Regions from separate parts of the Mus musculus genome. Here regions 1, 2, 3 and 5 are each linked to region 4. A link is a contact called in public HiCAR-type, HiChIP or PLAC-seq and promoter capture Hi-C data. All regions are on one chromosome and are shown on one strand. Each heading gives the region's core, a stretch centred on a gene start, on an enhancer-like site or on the middle of the called end of the contact. The rest is flanking DNA. Distances are from core to core; before and after follow the strand shown. Region 1 holds the start of Prlr (prolactin receptor). Region 2 overlaps Prlr (prolactin receptor). Region 3 overlaps Rai14 (retinoic acid induced 14). Region 4 holds the start of Nadk2 (NAD kinase 2, mitochondrial). Region 5 overlaps Prlr (prolactin receptor).

The links. Promoter capture Hi-C pulls out the DNA fragments that hold promoters and counts their contacts. HiCAR-type assays count read pairs that join an accessible place to other places. HiChIP or PLAC-seq counts read pairs in DNA pulled down with a chosen protein or histone mark.
Region 1: a promoter capture Hi-C map of embryonic stem cells shows a contact between it and region 4, with 3 times the contacts expected there. The contact joins the promoter of Prlr here to the promoter of Nadk2 in region 4.
Region 2: an H3K27ac HiChIP or PLAC-seq map of thymic regulatory T cells shows a contact between it and region 4, with 6 times the contacts expected there. The contact joins the enhancer-like site here to the promoter of Nadk2 in region 4. A contact is called at or near these places in 3 of 39 promoter capture datasets (the C10 cell line, liver and pre-B cells) and 2 of 115 datasets of contacts at active chromatin or transcription factors (large pre-B cells and thymic regulatory T cells).
Region 3: a HiCAR-type map of astrocytes shows a contact between it and region 4, with 2.7 times the contacts expected there. The contact joins the enhancer-like site here to the promoter of Nadk2 in region 4. A contact is called at or near these places in 4 of 39 promoter capture datasets (embryonic stem cells, hippocampal neurons, pre-B cells and 1 more) and 6 of 115 datasets of contacts at active chromatin or transcription factors (astrocytes, embryonic stem cells, epiblast stem cells and 3 more).
Region 5: a contact with region 4 is called in an H3K4me3 HiChIP or PLAC-seq map of pro-B cells, with 8 times the contacts expected there. The contact joins the enhancer-like site here to the promoter of Nadk2 in region 4. A contact is called at or near these places in 4 of 39 promoter capture datasets (the C10 cell line, the HPC-7 cell line, hippocampal neurons and 1 more) and 4 of 115 datasets of contacts at active chromatin or transcription factors (embryonic stem cells, epiblast stem cells, large pre-B cells and 1 more).

Annotation. Positions count from the first base shown.
Region 1 is chr15:10,175,811-10,178,573 of GRCm38.p6, forward strand. Prlr (prolactin receptor) reads left to right here and starts at 1,428. Exons shown (of 10, transcript NM_011169.5): 1 at 1,428-2,061.
Region 2 is chr15:10,234,669-10,237,554 of GRCm38.p6, forward strand. The region is part of intron 1 of Prlr (prolactin receptor); the gene reads left to right. Among named protein-coding and RNA genes, the nearest start is that of Gm41268, 33 kb to the left of the region's middle. Within about 2 kb of position 1,488, at least 34 of the 459 cell types and tissues checked have an H3K27ac peak or open chromatin away from gene starts, as enhancers often do. A contact at or near this core is called in pre-B cells and thymic regulatory T cells, where this site is marked.
Region 3 is chr15:10,647,239-10,650,039 of GRCm38.p6, forward strand. All of the region lies in intron 2 of Rai14 (retinoic acid induced 14), which reads right to left. Among named protein-coding and RNA genes, the nearest start is that of Gm10389, 48 kb to the left of the region's middle. Within about 2 kb of position 1,298, at least 109 of the 459 cell types and tissues checked have an H3K27ac peak or open chromatin away from gene starts, as enhancers often do. A contact at or near this core is called in astrocytes, epiblast stem cells and stem cell-derived epiblast-like cells, where this site is marked.
Region 4 is chr15:9,069,835-9,072,696 of GRCm38.p6, forward strand. It overlaps Nadk2 (NAD kinase 2, mitochondrial), which reads left to right and starts at 1,426. Exons shown (of 13, transcript NM_001040395.4): 1 at 1,426-1,931. The coding sequence starts at 1,668.
Region 5 is chr15:10,312,898-10,315,758 of GRCm38.p6, forward strand. Prlr (prolactin receptor) reads left to right here. Exons shown (of 10, transcript NM_011169.5): 3 at 1,268-1,376. The coding sequence starts at 1,322. Among named protein-coding and RNA genes, the nearest start is that of Gm41269, 43 kb to the right of the region's middle. Within about 2 kb of position 1,449, at least 3 of the 459 cell types and tissues checked have an H3K27ac peak or open chromatin away from gene starts, as enhancers often do. A contact at or near this core is called in pro-B cells, where this site is marked.

The DNA of each region.
Region 1 (2,763 bases), core at 178-2,677, 1.1 Mb after region 4:
ATCTCAGTAACAGGAGAGCACAAGGAAATTTACGACTGTGAACGCCTGCCTGTGGCTTGGGGTCAGGGTATATGCTGCACAGCAAAGCAGAAAGCCATGACCTTCTCTCCAAATAGCATGTGGATTAGTCACTTACCCTGTTCTGGAACCTACTTCTGCTGTGCAGCAGGAACGCAGACGTCTAGGAACCACAAGGAAATCGAACAGTTTTCCATTGCCAAAGGTGATTCTCCCTCTCTTCTCATTATCTGTTAGAATAGTCAAGGAAAATTACACTTTACTGAGTAACCCCCAGCCTTTCAAAGGTCACACAGGAATATAATCACTAACCTCTGGTGGTTCACGATGGTTTAGACACTTTAATAATATGATGATCTACCTACACGGGCATCCTGTTAAGTTTTGTGCTAGATAATTTCCCCCAAATTCAGTCAAATATACAAGTTCTAAGCATATCTGATAGGCAAGACAAGGCTAGATTATGATGTTCAACAGGTGTTTTTATTCTTTTTTTTTTCTTAAAATATCTTAAACTTAACAATGGGTTCATTGTGGTGTAACTTGGCCACTAAGAATGTCTGTATTCTGCCATTGGAGAGGATACTCGTTAGTTTTGAAAATGAACGGGCACTGTATTATACACTCTCAAAGGTAATTGTGAGCAATGGTCCACCTCAGCCACCAGAAGCCGGCATAGTCTGTGCACAGCAGATACACACCCCACAGCCTCTGAAAACCAGGGGTAGATCATGGTTTATCTTGTGCAGGTCATGTGTGAACGCCTCTTCTAATGCAAGAGAATCGCCTAAACGTCATGGGATTTCCAGCAGCTTCCTGCAGTGTGGCAGAAAGCCATTAACGAATGTGATTTGCCAGTTATTGTAAAGTGTCAATCAAATCAGAGGAAGAAAAAGCAATGTTTCAATGATTAAAAAAAATATTCAATAGCTTGTTCAAAATAACCACCCATCGTGGCCCTCTAACTTACCTAACAACGGGACACAGTGTTAATCAATGGCATCACTTACCTGTTCAGAGATAACTATTTGATCCAAGTAGCTATTGGTATTTGTTGTTTTAATAGTTTATTTTCAAGAGAACATAGGGAGGGGTGCAAGAGGAAAAGCAGTGTTTTGTTAATACCAAAGACATAATATAAAACAACCCTCAGATGGTGCAGCTTATTTGAGGAGGTACATTCTGCATTTGCGGAAAGGAGCCGACTCGTGGGTTGCTGAGGATGTTGGTGTATCTACTATTTTGATGTGGCTGAGCATAAAGTAGAGCCCTGGAAGTTCTGCTGTGTTAAAAAATAGAAAGCAACGCGTCCTTTAAGGGTCCCTGTTTATTCTTCCTCGACCACTTTCCTCTGACTCCTCCTCCTTCCCAGGGAAGGTGTGATTCCAATCCCTAGAGCCCCCTCAAGTATTGTCAAGCGGCTGGCTGCTGGGTGTTGCTTGCTGGGAAGTACGGAAAGAAATTTGACACCGAATCTCATCTTGGCTACTGGGAGAAATACCATCTTTGAGGTCACAGGACTTAAAGGACATTTCTATTATTGTTTTGTCTCTTTACTGGTAGTCTTGATGGAAGAAGGTCCCCTGATCATGCGAAACGGATCCGGGAGAAATCAGACATTACCTTGTCCACCTTTTCTCTGCATTCTGATTCCCCCAACTATCTCCGTCACCTTATAAAACTGGCAGGCTCTGGACCTTTTGCACGCTGGAGAAAAATCACTGTTTTGCCTCCAGCAAGGAACATGCATGTTGCAACACTGACTCCTCCTCTAGTGAAGAAAGAGTGAACAAGTGCACCGAGTTGAGCTTCTTCTCAGAGACACGCGGCTGGCGACGGCAGAGCAGAGGCTAAAATCCCCAGACTGCCGGGTCTTCTGAGCTGGGCTTTCCCCGCCTTCCTGCTCTGTCTCACTCACTCCTCTCCTGCGTTCTGGATTTTACACGGGGCTCAGGAAACAGCTTTACCTGTCACTGAAAAAGCTCGCGTTCTTTGCAAGAAGTGCTCAATCCCTGGTATGGCAGACTTTTCTCTCCAGCAGAAGTGAGTACCCATGTCAGACAAGGCTGTGCGTGGCCAGGGGTGGTGCGGGCGGGCGCTCTCCAGGGCCGCGGGTTCGAGGCCGCGAGTGGGAGTGGAACAGTTGGCTGCAGGCGCGGACAGCTTAGGGAAATGCCAGCTAGCTGCCAGAGCCCGCGGGCGCGAGGAAACCCCATCCCGTGCTGTGAGCGTGCCTGAAGCCAAACCTTGGTGTCCCTTTCGAGAAAAGCTAAATATATGCCAAGGGGCTTGGCCACCCACCCCAGCTTTTACAACTGCTCTCGGTGTGTTTTAAAATAAACCCTGCAAGCGCGCCCTTGCGAATGAGTTTCGGTGGTGTGATGGTGGGGTTGCAGGTGGTTTGTGTCGAAATGAAAAGCTGGGGAGATAGCGGGGAGGCTGAATGGGCTGGGGCAGGAGACGTGGTGGCAGCTAACTTGGGCAGTCTCCTGCCGGCTGCACAGCTGGGTGCCAGGTGAAGAGACAGTCACCTGAGCTCCCACCCCCACTCCCTAAGGCAGCTAAGCGGAGTCTGGGCAGTGTGCTAGGAATTCAGGCCCTAGGGGTAGAAGCAAGGACACACTGCTGGAGCAAAGATCATGGGATCAGGGGACAGAGGGGATAGCCTCCCAGAACCCAGACTCTTAATGCTGAGGCAGGGGGAGGCAAGGGCTGTAGTTGTGTAGAAAAATATCCTGTTAGTGA
Region 2 (2,886 bases), core at 238-2,737, 1.2 Mb after region 4:
TACGTCCGCGTGTGTACATGTGCAGCTTCTATATAGGCCGCCACAGCTGATTCCTGTTTGTCCTTTTCCCAATTTTTTATTTGGTATTTTCTTCATTTACATTTCAAATACTATCCCGAAAGTCCCCTGTACCCTTCCCTCCCCCTCCTCTACCCATCTACTCCCACTTCTTGGCCCTGGTGTTCACCTGTACTGGGGCATATAAAGTTTGCAAGACCAAGGGGCCTCTCTTCCCAATGATGGCCAACTAGGCCATCTTCTGCTGCATATGCAGCTAGTACTTGGATGGAAGGCCACAACTGACTCTTAAAGACTGTATGTAACACCAAATATTAGAGCAATTGTCTTCACTTAGTAGCATTTCTGAGGGTTTAAGTCCCTTTCATTTGGATTCTCAGTTTCCATGTGCAATGAATTTTTTTACAGGTGAGCAAGAAAAGTATGGAAGGAAGCCTAAGAAAGGCCGCAATGAGACTTTAAAAAATGATGCCAATTTTAGAACGCATCTTCTCTTTCAGACTTGGAAAATTAACTTTTATTACTGCCCTATGCAAACTAAATTTAAAATAAGCTTTGGATTATACCCCGTGCGTATGAGCGGACGTTATGACATTGATTGACAACGTCAGATCTACCCTCAACCCTCTGAGAGTATGATTCACACATACCTGGGATCAGAAAAGAAGTGTTTTCCAGACTAGGCAAGTCACTAGAGCTCTGGTGGTACTCAGGGTAGATTTCTTCCCCATAATTCCTAGCTAAAGATGAAAGATACAGACAAATGACCCATCCTAGGAGAATTTACAAGGGTAGTGGTAAGCAGGTAGGTTTCAGAACAGCTCATGAAACAATTCTGCAGCAGGAGTCAAGGAGTCCCAAAGAAGTGGCCTATATGGGACAGCAAGGAGAGACTCAAAAAAAAAAAAAAAGGAGGAAAAAAAAACCCTATGTGGGGCTCAGCAGTGAAGAGCACTGAGTGCTCTTTCAGAGATCCTGAGTTCAATTCCCAGCAACCACATGGTGGCTCACAACCATCTGTAATGAGATCTGATGCCCTCTTCTGGTGTGTCTGAAGACAGCTACAGTATACTCATATACATAAATCTTTTAAAAAAAAAGTCCTATGTAAAAGGCATAATGGTAGATGTTGCAAGAAAGCAGTGTGTGTATTGGTATCTGGCAGGAGGCTCAGGAATGTTCACATCACAGTCGTTAGGAAAGGAAAGCAAGGGACCCCTTATTGTAGGATATATGGACAATTTAATCATGGGGTTTTTTTCCCCCAATAATAAAATTTTCAGCAGGAAAAAAAAATAACAGTAAACAGTAAGCTACGTGTAACATAAGGATGAAAGATTTCAAAACCCGTCTTTTACAAAATGCACAGCAACAGCTTCTTTTGTGACAGCATCATCAGTCCCCGTGGTTTGCAGCCGGATGTAACAAGCCCTTTTGAAGAGCTAAGAGGGCAGAAAGTTTCTGTTGCCAAATATATAAGAGAAGCAGGAAGCACTTAGCCTCGGACCAGGAAGGGCATCCTTGCAGGAGACCCTGCAGGTCTGTGCAGTTCATTGCCCAATGCTTCCCTTAAATAAAGAGCCACAGACTTCAGGAGTGTGTTCCCCCCTGAGTGATTCTGCAAGAGTTGTTTGCCCTCCAGCACTGGGCTGTGCTGAAAGAGTTTAGTTTCCCAGGGAACAAGATCTGGGTCTAAGGCAAGGCAAGCAGCATCCTATGCCCAAACCAGTAACTCCGTTTTCTCAGCCTGCCAATCACATTGGAGCTTCCAGACCATCAGTAGCTGGGGGGGGGGGGGGGGGGGGGGGAAGGCCTCAAGTCTCCAGTCCCCATCATGATAGTGAGACCCAGAGGAAAGGGAACACCTGTTGCCACCATTTTGAAGGGACAGTGGTGACCCATAAAGAGGGTGCTCTAAAGGAGACAGGACAATTCAAGGACTTGGATAAAATATCAAACTGACAGTGGTGAGCAACTGTCAGGTTCTAGGACCAGTTTAATCCTGACTGGGCAGAGGATAGGGGCCATCCACACAACCCCTGGAGGGAGCGTTCTATAGAACCGGCTGCCTTGGTCAGCTTAGGGCAACCAGCATTAAGGCAGCAGGAGGAGGGATATAACCCAGGCTCACCTCTCCCAACCCCTACACAGGGTTCCTTCCTGCCAAGGCTCTCTACACCTTTAGTTTACAGTGGAAATCAGAAGGCAGTAGGACTCAGGTGCAGACCATATAATTCAGAACAGGAAACAGGAAATGTGGAAGAAGGAGGGGCTAAGGGAGAGCACAAACATTGGCCAGCTGCAGCCCGGCCCCAATTGGGACTGCAGACTTGGGTAGATGGATGGTTGCCACATCCTGCTCTGAGCCTTTTGAGTGACTCTGAGATAGAGCGCCTCTGTGGAGTTCCACAGAGCAGGCACACAGGCTGAAATCATGAGGTTTGTATTTTACCTCCTTGCCGGTTTGCAAGTCTTGAAAGCTCACTCCTCTAAGCTGATGGCAGCCCTCATGCAAAGCAATCTGATTGCTGTGTCTGGGGTTCAATACACACACACACACACACACACACACACACACACACACTCAGGTGCACGTGCATACACACAAAGACAGAACAGTTTGCTTGCAACATTGTCATAGCTTAGTGAACAGTATAGCATTGTTCTGGCTCAAGAAGCCCTGGTTCTTCAAAGCTCCTACTTAGATGAAATTATTTGCATCACAAACAAAAATTGTTTTGCATTTTTTAGATAATGAAGGATCGTTTAAATATATAAATTAAGGGCTATTTAGAAAAAATAGGTGTCTTTGTGAGACTGGCTTAATTCACTTACCATGATCATATTCAGTTATGGTCATTTTAAATA
Region 3 (2,801 bases), core at 48-2,547, 1.6 Mb after region 4:
GGCCCATGATTCCCTGGCTCTGTTGTTTCTAGAGAGTGGTGAGAGACGTATTAGCATGGAGAGAGAGTGGCCTCATCTTCCTCGTCTCATGGCTAGCCCCTGAACAAAATCTCCCCTTTCAGGGAAGTAACCTACTTCCTCCCACTGGCTCCTGCTTTCTAAACTTTCCGCCACCTTCAATACACTGCAAAACACGAATCCATCAGTGGGTTAATTCAGTCATGGGGTTACAGGTCTTGTGATGCAATCTCCTTCCCCAAGCCCTGAACCCCACTGCACTGGGGACCACATCTTCAATACAAGAGTCTTTTCCGAAGCTAAACTGCTGCAGTGGGAAGAGCCAGTCCTTGCCAGAAGCCGCCCCTGCCTTAACGAGTACTGGAAGGACAGGGCATGTTAGCAGTTCCCAGGAGGAAAAAGAGCTCATTCTGGGGACCCCAGCTTCTGAGCTCTTCGCCTCCAGCTAGAGGGGGCAATCCACGGAATCACACAGAGATCAGGGTGCCTGCAAGAAGGGAAGGCTAGTTAGTTATCTCTTTGATCAGCTGCCCATCTACAAAGGCTGTTCACTGGCCACTTCCCAGGCTATGTCTGAGGTCGACTGATAAGACCTAGAAAGAGATCCCCGTATGGAGATGGGATACTGGAGAAGCCACCAGTATACCCAGTTTGGAGTGACAAGGGTGAGCAGTGTTGGGTGGGATCAATCTGAACCATCAAGTAACCAGACCAGAGCCCATCTGCTGTCACCCTAACCAGGATGGCTGTTGGCCTCTATTATGTAGAATAGGGGTATTAGTAGAGACTTTACCTGGAGGGCAGAGCCCTGAGGAGCTAAGAGTAGCACACATTCTCAGAACTAGCATTTGGGCAGAGAAACAAGCAGTAAGAACCTGTACCTTGGAGGACCACATCTATACCTAACTAAGTAGTGCTGTTTGCAACGCCTACCATGCAACACACCCCCAAATTCCTTTCTACCTCAAGATTCCGGGGTGTGGGGGTGTCATTTCATCCCAAGCAGAACAGACAGAGAGCAAGGGCACAGCAGGTCTTCTTTCTGTTCAGGTTCTGATGCTGACTGAAGCCACACTGGAGAAAGGAGACTTAAGTGAGCTTAGAGAGGTCGGGATGGGTCTCTGAACCTTTTGAATGTGGACTGCTGTATAAGGCAAAGAAAAGGAGAGGCTGAGGACGTATGGATTCCCCTGAACGCATCTCCCCACGGGCTAGAGGGGACACAGGAAACCAGCTCCCTCTCAAACAGGGCACAGGTCCTAGCTGGGCTGCTCATTCATCAGCAGACTTTTGTTTTCCTTTGAGTGCCTGTGGGAGAACAGCCCAGCATAGCCAGGGCTCTGGGAAGCTAAATTCCAGGGGTGGGAGGGATTCTGCAGCTCTTCCTCCAGCATCCTGGCTCCTTCAGACTCCCCAGTCTTGTTCTGATAATTCCTCCTCTAATTTGTAAAAAGCATGGAAATGAAATATAGTAAAAACCACCTGGGTCGTTCTTTCATTCTTTTCTTCTTTCTCCTCTCTTCTCTCTCTCTCTCTCTCTCTTTCTCTCTCTCTCTCTTTTGCAACATACACTCCAGGCAATAAAATCAAGGCAAACAGCTTGTGTTTCAGAAACATAAGTGCCACATGGTGCTTCTAAACAACACTTCTAAACACAGAGACTAAACACAGCGATGATAAATACCCACGAACTCAGACCAAGTACTCAGAGCTAGGGCAAAGGGCTAAGAGAAGGTACCAGCCAGGAAGAGCTCCCCTTGTCAATAATATTTTCAAACAAAATGGGGGGAGGGTGGTAATATATTCATCATTACTTTAAAGTATCAGCATGCTAAGTCTTTTATAAAATTATTTGTAAAAACTAAAGCTTTCTTGTTTTGTTTTATATTTTTGAGACGGGCTCTCAGAGAGGCTTGCCTCAAACTTGCTATGGCTGAGAAGGGTCTTGAACTTCCAATGCTCTGACCTCTGCCTCCATAGTGCTGAGAAGATAGGCAGGGACAACTTAACAGACCAGAGAGCTGTAAAGGCACTCACTGCCCAGCCTGACAACCTAAGTTTGAATCCCAAGACTCACTCTGATCTACACGGGTGTGGCGTGGTACACTCACATACACACGACACATGGATATAAGTTTTTTTAAGTGGCATGAATATATGTTGTTTTGGGTTTTTTTTTTGGTAACATTTTTTTAATTAGGTATTTTCCTCATTTACATTTCCAATGCTATCCCAAAAGTCCCCCATAGCCACCCCCACAAGAATATAAGTTTTTTAAGATTCAGAAGAGCCTAACCTGGTAGATTTGCGATGGTCACCCAACAAAATCACAGTACTCTCATAAATGTACACTTTTACGTCCTAATCTGTTGTTTTCTGTCATCTGTATAGAGAGGTAACCTTCTCCAAGGCACTCGGCTGTGAGGTACAGCTTAGCACGGTGACACAGGAGACAGAGACAGAGCAAGAAGACAATAAGTACCTTCCTTGGCAGTAGGTATGGCCACTCATGAGGTCCAGCCACGCGAGCGGCTCCTGGAGGGCTGGCTGTCCTCAGCCTGATCCACTCCGGGGCTTGCTTTCTTTCCTAACTCATCTCCAGAGTGGAGTTCATTGCTAGGGCCTGTGACTATCTCTTTGTCCAGCCTCTGGGAGACTGAAAGCAGACAACAGGAAGATAGACTCCTTCCCCAGACTTCAGAGATGATGGCTGTGCAGTGGGGACCCCTTCCATAGCACAAGCCTCCTGCGTTGTGTCTGGCTTCACGAAGGTCAGGCCATTC
Region 4 (2,862 bases), core at 176-2,675:
ATTGGTTATGATACCAAAAAAAAAAAAAAAAAAAAGAATTGTAAGTTTGCTACTGTGATGAAACATAATGAACATATCGGATATACATACATCGGATATATGACCCAGAGGTTGAGAACCGCTGAATATATCAGTAAGTGGGAGTTAGGGAACAGGTAAACAACTGGGGTGTAGAAGGCTCTTTCAATCTTTAAAGTTTTAAATGTCCTAGACATGGGAATCTTAAGGACTGAAGTGGAAAACCCAGCAGGGGTTTTCCTGAGAGAATTCAAGACACATCCGAGAGGATGGTGTAATGAAGCAATGTTTTGGAAGAGGCAGAAGAAAGGATCCAAAATAAGATTTGACTAGGATATCCCATTGAGATGTTTCCAGCTAGAAGTGGGAGTCAAAAGTGTAGTTTTCTGTGACGTGAAAGAGAAAACAGGTTCGATATCACAGAGGCATCTGAGTGTCACAAACATGAAATAGCATGCCCGGAATCCAGAGGCCACTTACTGGGAGTGCCAGGATCGCAAAGGAAAGGACGCCACAGCAAGGACCTCAGGGCAGTGGCCACCTACCCTGTCTTATGACTTTCCCTTCATTGTAGCTTTCCCTTTTATTCTTAATCAGCCTACATCTCTATGGTTGTGTAACTGTTCCCACAGACTCAGTAACTTCCCTTGCTCTAGCTTCAAGGACTACCTACCCAACATTCCAAAGTCAGATCAATAATCATCAAACACTGCTCTGAGCTTGCCTACAGGATAAAGTGCAAAACATTTTTAACCCTTCAGTCTGGTCCTACACAGCTTTCCAACCTTATCTCGCGGTCTAGACAGACACACAGGACTAGACAAGACTCCTTCCCTCATTATCCTCCTCCTTTCTCCCTGACAGCACTGCCTCTCTAGGCTGGTGGTCTTTTGGTGGTCACCGGAGCTCGGGCTAATGCTCTGTGATCCTTCTCGGTTAGCTCTAATTCCTCTCTAATAAAGGGCTCGGCATCTTTATTTGCCATCAGGCCCTGCAAAACGAAGCCGTTTGGAGCGAGGTCACCGCCCCCAGCTCTTACTCCAGCGACGGCCACATCAGCCATCCAGCAGACACTGGTTAAAATTTACCCTAGACGAGCATGACCAACTACCCAGAAAGCAAGCAAAAATGAAAGCAACTAGAGGAAGATGCGCAAGAAACTTGCTTTCCCGCCAGGCGCTCAAAACTCCGCCTGCACCCCCAACGCCGCCCAGACCAGTTCCAACTGGATTTCTTCGGGCAGCTCGAAAGCCAAATAGAATTTCGTCCCTTTCCCAGCCCCAGCCAATCCCCGCAGCCCCTCGGGCTCCCAAACCTTCCCGACCTCTGATTAGCTGACAGATCTGGCCCGGGGGCGGGCTTAGAGCGGCCTCCCTGAAAGGGTGAAGAGGGAGGTGGGGCCGGGCCGAGAGGCCACTGCGCAGGCGCCCAAGAAAACGGATAAACAAACAAATAAAACCCACTGCCCGGGGGCCAGCCCGGATCCCCGCCTCCCGGGGCCTCCCGGGGCCTCTCCGCCCTCGCGTGCGTCTGGGCACGTCCCCCCCCCCCCCGGCGCGTTCCACGCACGTCCCCGCACTTAACCTGTGCGCGGCCGGCGCGGTGCTGGCGGCAGGGAGCGCGAGCCTGCACCCGCGGCCCCGCGGATCATGACTTGCTACCGGGGCTTCCTGCTGGGCAGCTGCCGGCGCGTGGCGGGTGGCCGCGCGGCTCTGCGGGGTTCGGGCTCGGGCGCGGACGGCCGGCGGCACTTGGGGCACGGGCAGCCGCGCGAGCTGGCGGGCGGTGGTAGCCCCGCCGACGGCGGCTTCCGCCCCTCGCGGGTGGTGGTGGTGGCGAAAACCACCCGCTACGAGTTCGAGCAGCAGCGGTACCGCTACGCGGAGCTCTCGGAGGAGGACCTGAAGCAGCTGGTGGGTCCTGGCGGGGGACGGCCGGTACTCGGGGTGGGGGTGGGGGGCGACGGGCCACAGGACACCCCCAAAGCCCGACAACCTTCCTCCGATTGCCTGTGGGGCCCCTCGGGCATGGGACTGGGGCGCCCTGAGCCTGCCTTAGAGGGGGCTCCTGGGACCGGGACTTGGGAAGCCACGTGTGTCCTCGCCCCCGCCTCGGTAGCACGGACTCCCATCGCTGAGAAGATGAGGGTTGTTCGCCCTGTTTGTCCTGGGGACCTCTCCCCAGACCACCGGGAGAAAGGAAATTCTCCAGCACAGCCACTGGTGGCGGAGAGAGGGCCGAAGTGCCGCGGTCACACCCCCTTCTCGCCTGGGGACAGAGGCCTGGCCAGGGAAAGCCCTGCTGGATTGTGGTCGCCTGTCCCTTCAGGGTCTCTTACTGCTTGAAAAGCAAGCACCTGGGACAGCGAGGCAGGAAAGCTGACCCGAGATGGGTTTTTGTGTTGGAAGGTCAGAAAAGGAACAAGTATGCCGGCTAATGGGGAGAAGGCATGAACCCTGAAGTAACAGGGCCTCCGCCATACACCGTGTTTGGTGTATTTACTAATAGCGTTGCCAGGTATGCCATGCGTGTGTGTGTGTGGGAAGGATTAAACCCAGAGTTCGAGCTTCCCCATTTTTGAAAAAAAAAATTGATTTTGTGCTACCCAGTAACTTTTGGGAAATGGGCTGTTAGCAATTTATTTAGGAACCCCCCCCCCCACAGTTATGCCTGTAATTGTTGACTCCAGACACCCGAAGGCTTTAGACTGAATTGTATATAAGCATTACTAAGTTATGTACAAGAATAAGTAGGCTGGCTGTTCTAAAATGATGCCCTTACCTTCACATTTTTATTTTAGACACAGGGGAAACAAATTGTAAATCCTTGCCTAGCTGCTGCATC
Region 5 (2,861 bases), core at 199-2,698, 1.2 Mb after region 4:
AACTTTGCTGAGCCCATTAATGGATTGGATTCAGTTCTCAACCAGAACATTCGATAGAAGGGCACCGCTTGTTGGTATGTGCGTACCCCAAGCTTCCAGTGTCGTTAAAATGTCTATTTTTGAGTGATTCCACAGCAGTAGTGGCAGGTGTTCTACACCTTCAGAAAGCTGTCCGTTGCGTGGTATGTATTTGGCAGACAGAGCACATCCCCTGATCAGGAGGATGGATTCTGTGCCTCTGGGGGCTCATCACACATCTCTTCACAATGCTTGAAGAGTCTATGACGGAGAACTTTGCCTCCTAGATGTTCTTCCCTTGATTTAAAAATAAAATTTAAAAGGAAATGAAAACCATGTGCTTCTGGAAATTTATATGTCGTTCATCAAAATCTATTGTTTTTTTGGAGCACTGTCTGAAGTCTAATAAGACTAATGAGTCTTTTTTTTTTTAATAAAAAAAGTCTTTAAAATCTTTCTTAAAAAGGCAGGAACTTGAGAAGCTTTGAAAACGGTTCCAAAGAGTAAAAATAATAATATTAATAAATTGCTCAAAACTCTCAAGCCCTGCAAGTTCAAAATTGACTTAATACCCTGAACCCAAGAGGTTTGAATTATTACTGTTCATTGTCTCTTGTTATGGGGCTTTACAGAAGGGAGAAAGAAGCCACACGGAGGGCCACTAAAATTCATTATGAGGTTTGCTTCACAGCCATGGCCATATCCCTGGAGAGTTCCTGAACCTTCTCAGCCTGAACTTAGACAGGAACCTCCACCCTGACCATCCCACTCTCAATCTGGCAGGATCGATAAATTGACCTGGTTTATGCTCTGGATACTGGAGCAAGAACCCTCCATGAATGGTTCTCCTGTGGGGAGCACAGTCTATATTATATAAATGGGTGATGTGCTATTAGACAGCTAAACAATCATGTGGAAAGATGAATGCAGAAAATAATAAAATAATAATATAATAAAATAAAATAAAAAGCCAACAGCCTGAACTGTCTTCCTGAAGAGACTTCCCCTGAACTCTCTACACTGTTGTCTGACGACCTCTTGTGGTGAAATCTTTGCCAGCAAGTGTGAATCAGGGCTTCTTAGCCAAGCCATCCCATGTTACATTTTACTAGATTCTCTTCCCACTGTTTTGTCGCTCACATTAAGCAAGGAGCAAGAACCAGTTGCAAGCACCCAGAATAAAAGTAAATGGTGCATGTGCCTGAGCGGTTGTCATTTAACAAATGTCACCTGGTGCTTTCTCTTCCAGGGAGCCTCTGATCTATTGCCTGTAGCAAGAAGAAGGGCCAGCCTGAAGCAAAACATGTCATCTGCACTTGCTTACATGCTGCTTGTCCTCAGCATCAGCCTCCTGAATGGTAAGAGACTCTCTTCTTGCTCTCCTTGCCTGAAGTGTTTATCGGGGGGGGGGGGGGGGGGGGTGGAGAGGCTGTCTCTGTCTGTTGCAATGCAGCTGTGAGAAAGGAAGACGTCTGGGTCATGTGCTGCTACTAAATTATTTGCCACACTTCTGCATTAAAATTAATGCCTGATCTTATCATGCACCCCCTCTCTTCCATCCCCATTTTGAGAGGGCACTGAGAGGGCACTGGAGATGGACTTGCCATCCAGGTTCTTACAGTTGCCAGCTACATGACTTGAACCACTTGTGTGTCTCTCCGTGGTTTTAATTTCTCCAAAGGAGGATAGTTATATTTCACATAGTTCAGATGGATTAATGCATTTGAAAATACCTTTGGACAACCATAAAATAACACACAGGATTGCTATTACAAGGTGAGAAAGAAGTGCAGCCACTTCCAGTATGTGTGCAACTCAGAGAAACAAAATTCAGAGCTAAATGAAAAGCTGTGTGATTATCTACATAGGTTTCCCTATCTACTTCTATGTCTTTCTGGACATGTGTACTTCTGAATGTAACAATGTACATACCAACTGTTTATAGTACTGGGCTATAAATGCTTCTGTGTGAATATATGTGTATATGTGAATACCAATGAGTAACCTCTGTGTATATCGTGTACATATGTGTGTATATATATGGGGTGTGTGTGTGTACCAATATATTGCCATCATTATGCCTTTGCTTGTATTTCTCTCTGGATATGTTTATATGGATGTTATGCATTATCTGTGTATATGGAATCAGCATAGGCAAGTGTCTGCATTTCTTGGACTTGTATCATATCCCTTGTATTGCACTGAGATAGTCCATAAACTTTGTTTCCTCTAGGGACATGAAAGTAACATTTGACTACTTGTCATTTCACATCATTTCACAGCCTTACCTTTCCCCCCTAGAAGGTTGTTTGGCTTGCTTAGTTTTTCAAGACAGGATTTCTCTGTGTAGCCCTAGCTATCCTGGAACTCACTCTGTAGACCAGGCTGGCCTCAAACTCAGAAACCTGCCTGCCTCTGCCTCCTAGGATTGATGAGATTTTTTAATGAATATTTCTCTCTACATAATTTGCTTCTCCTCACCCATGGCAGAATAAAACAAGCAAAAGAAACCTTGTATTTTTGCAATGACTCCCAAAAGCACTATCCTGACAAAATCTTCCCTGGAGGATGAACAATGCTCCAAATATTGGTAGATCCACACAATGCTCACACAGATTCTTTTCAGCAGTTCTAAGCTACTGTGATGCTTTGCTGGCCAGCCCATGGCCCCATTTGGTACACCATACTAGATCATCCATTAAGTTCTTCCTTAACACATTTCGTACAGAAATGTGGTTCCTGTTCATACAGATCCCTTTGCCATGATTCCCCTGACCTGATCTGCTGGATGGGTGAGTAGCTAAAGTTCCTACCTGTGAGCCTTTGTGAAAAATTGAATAAAT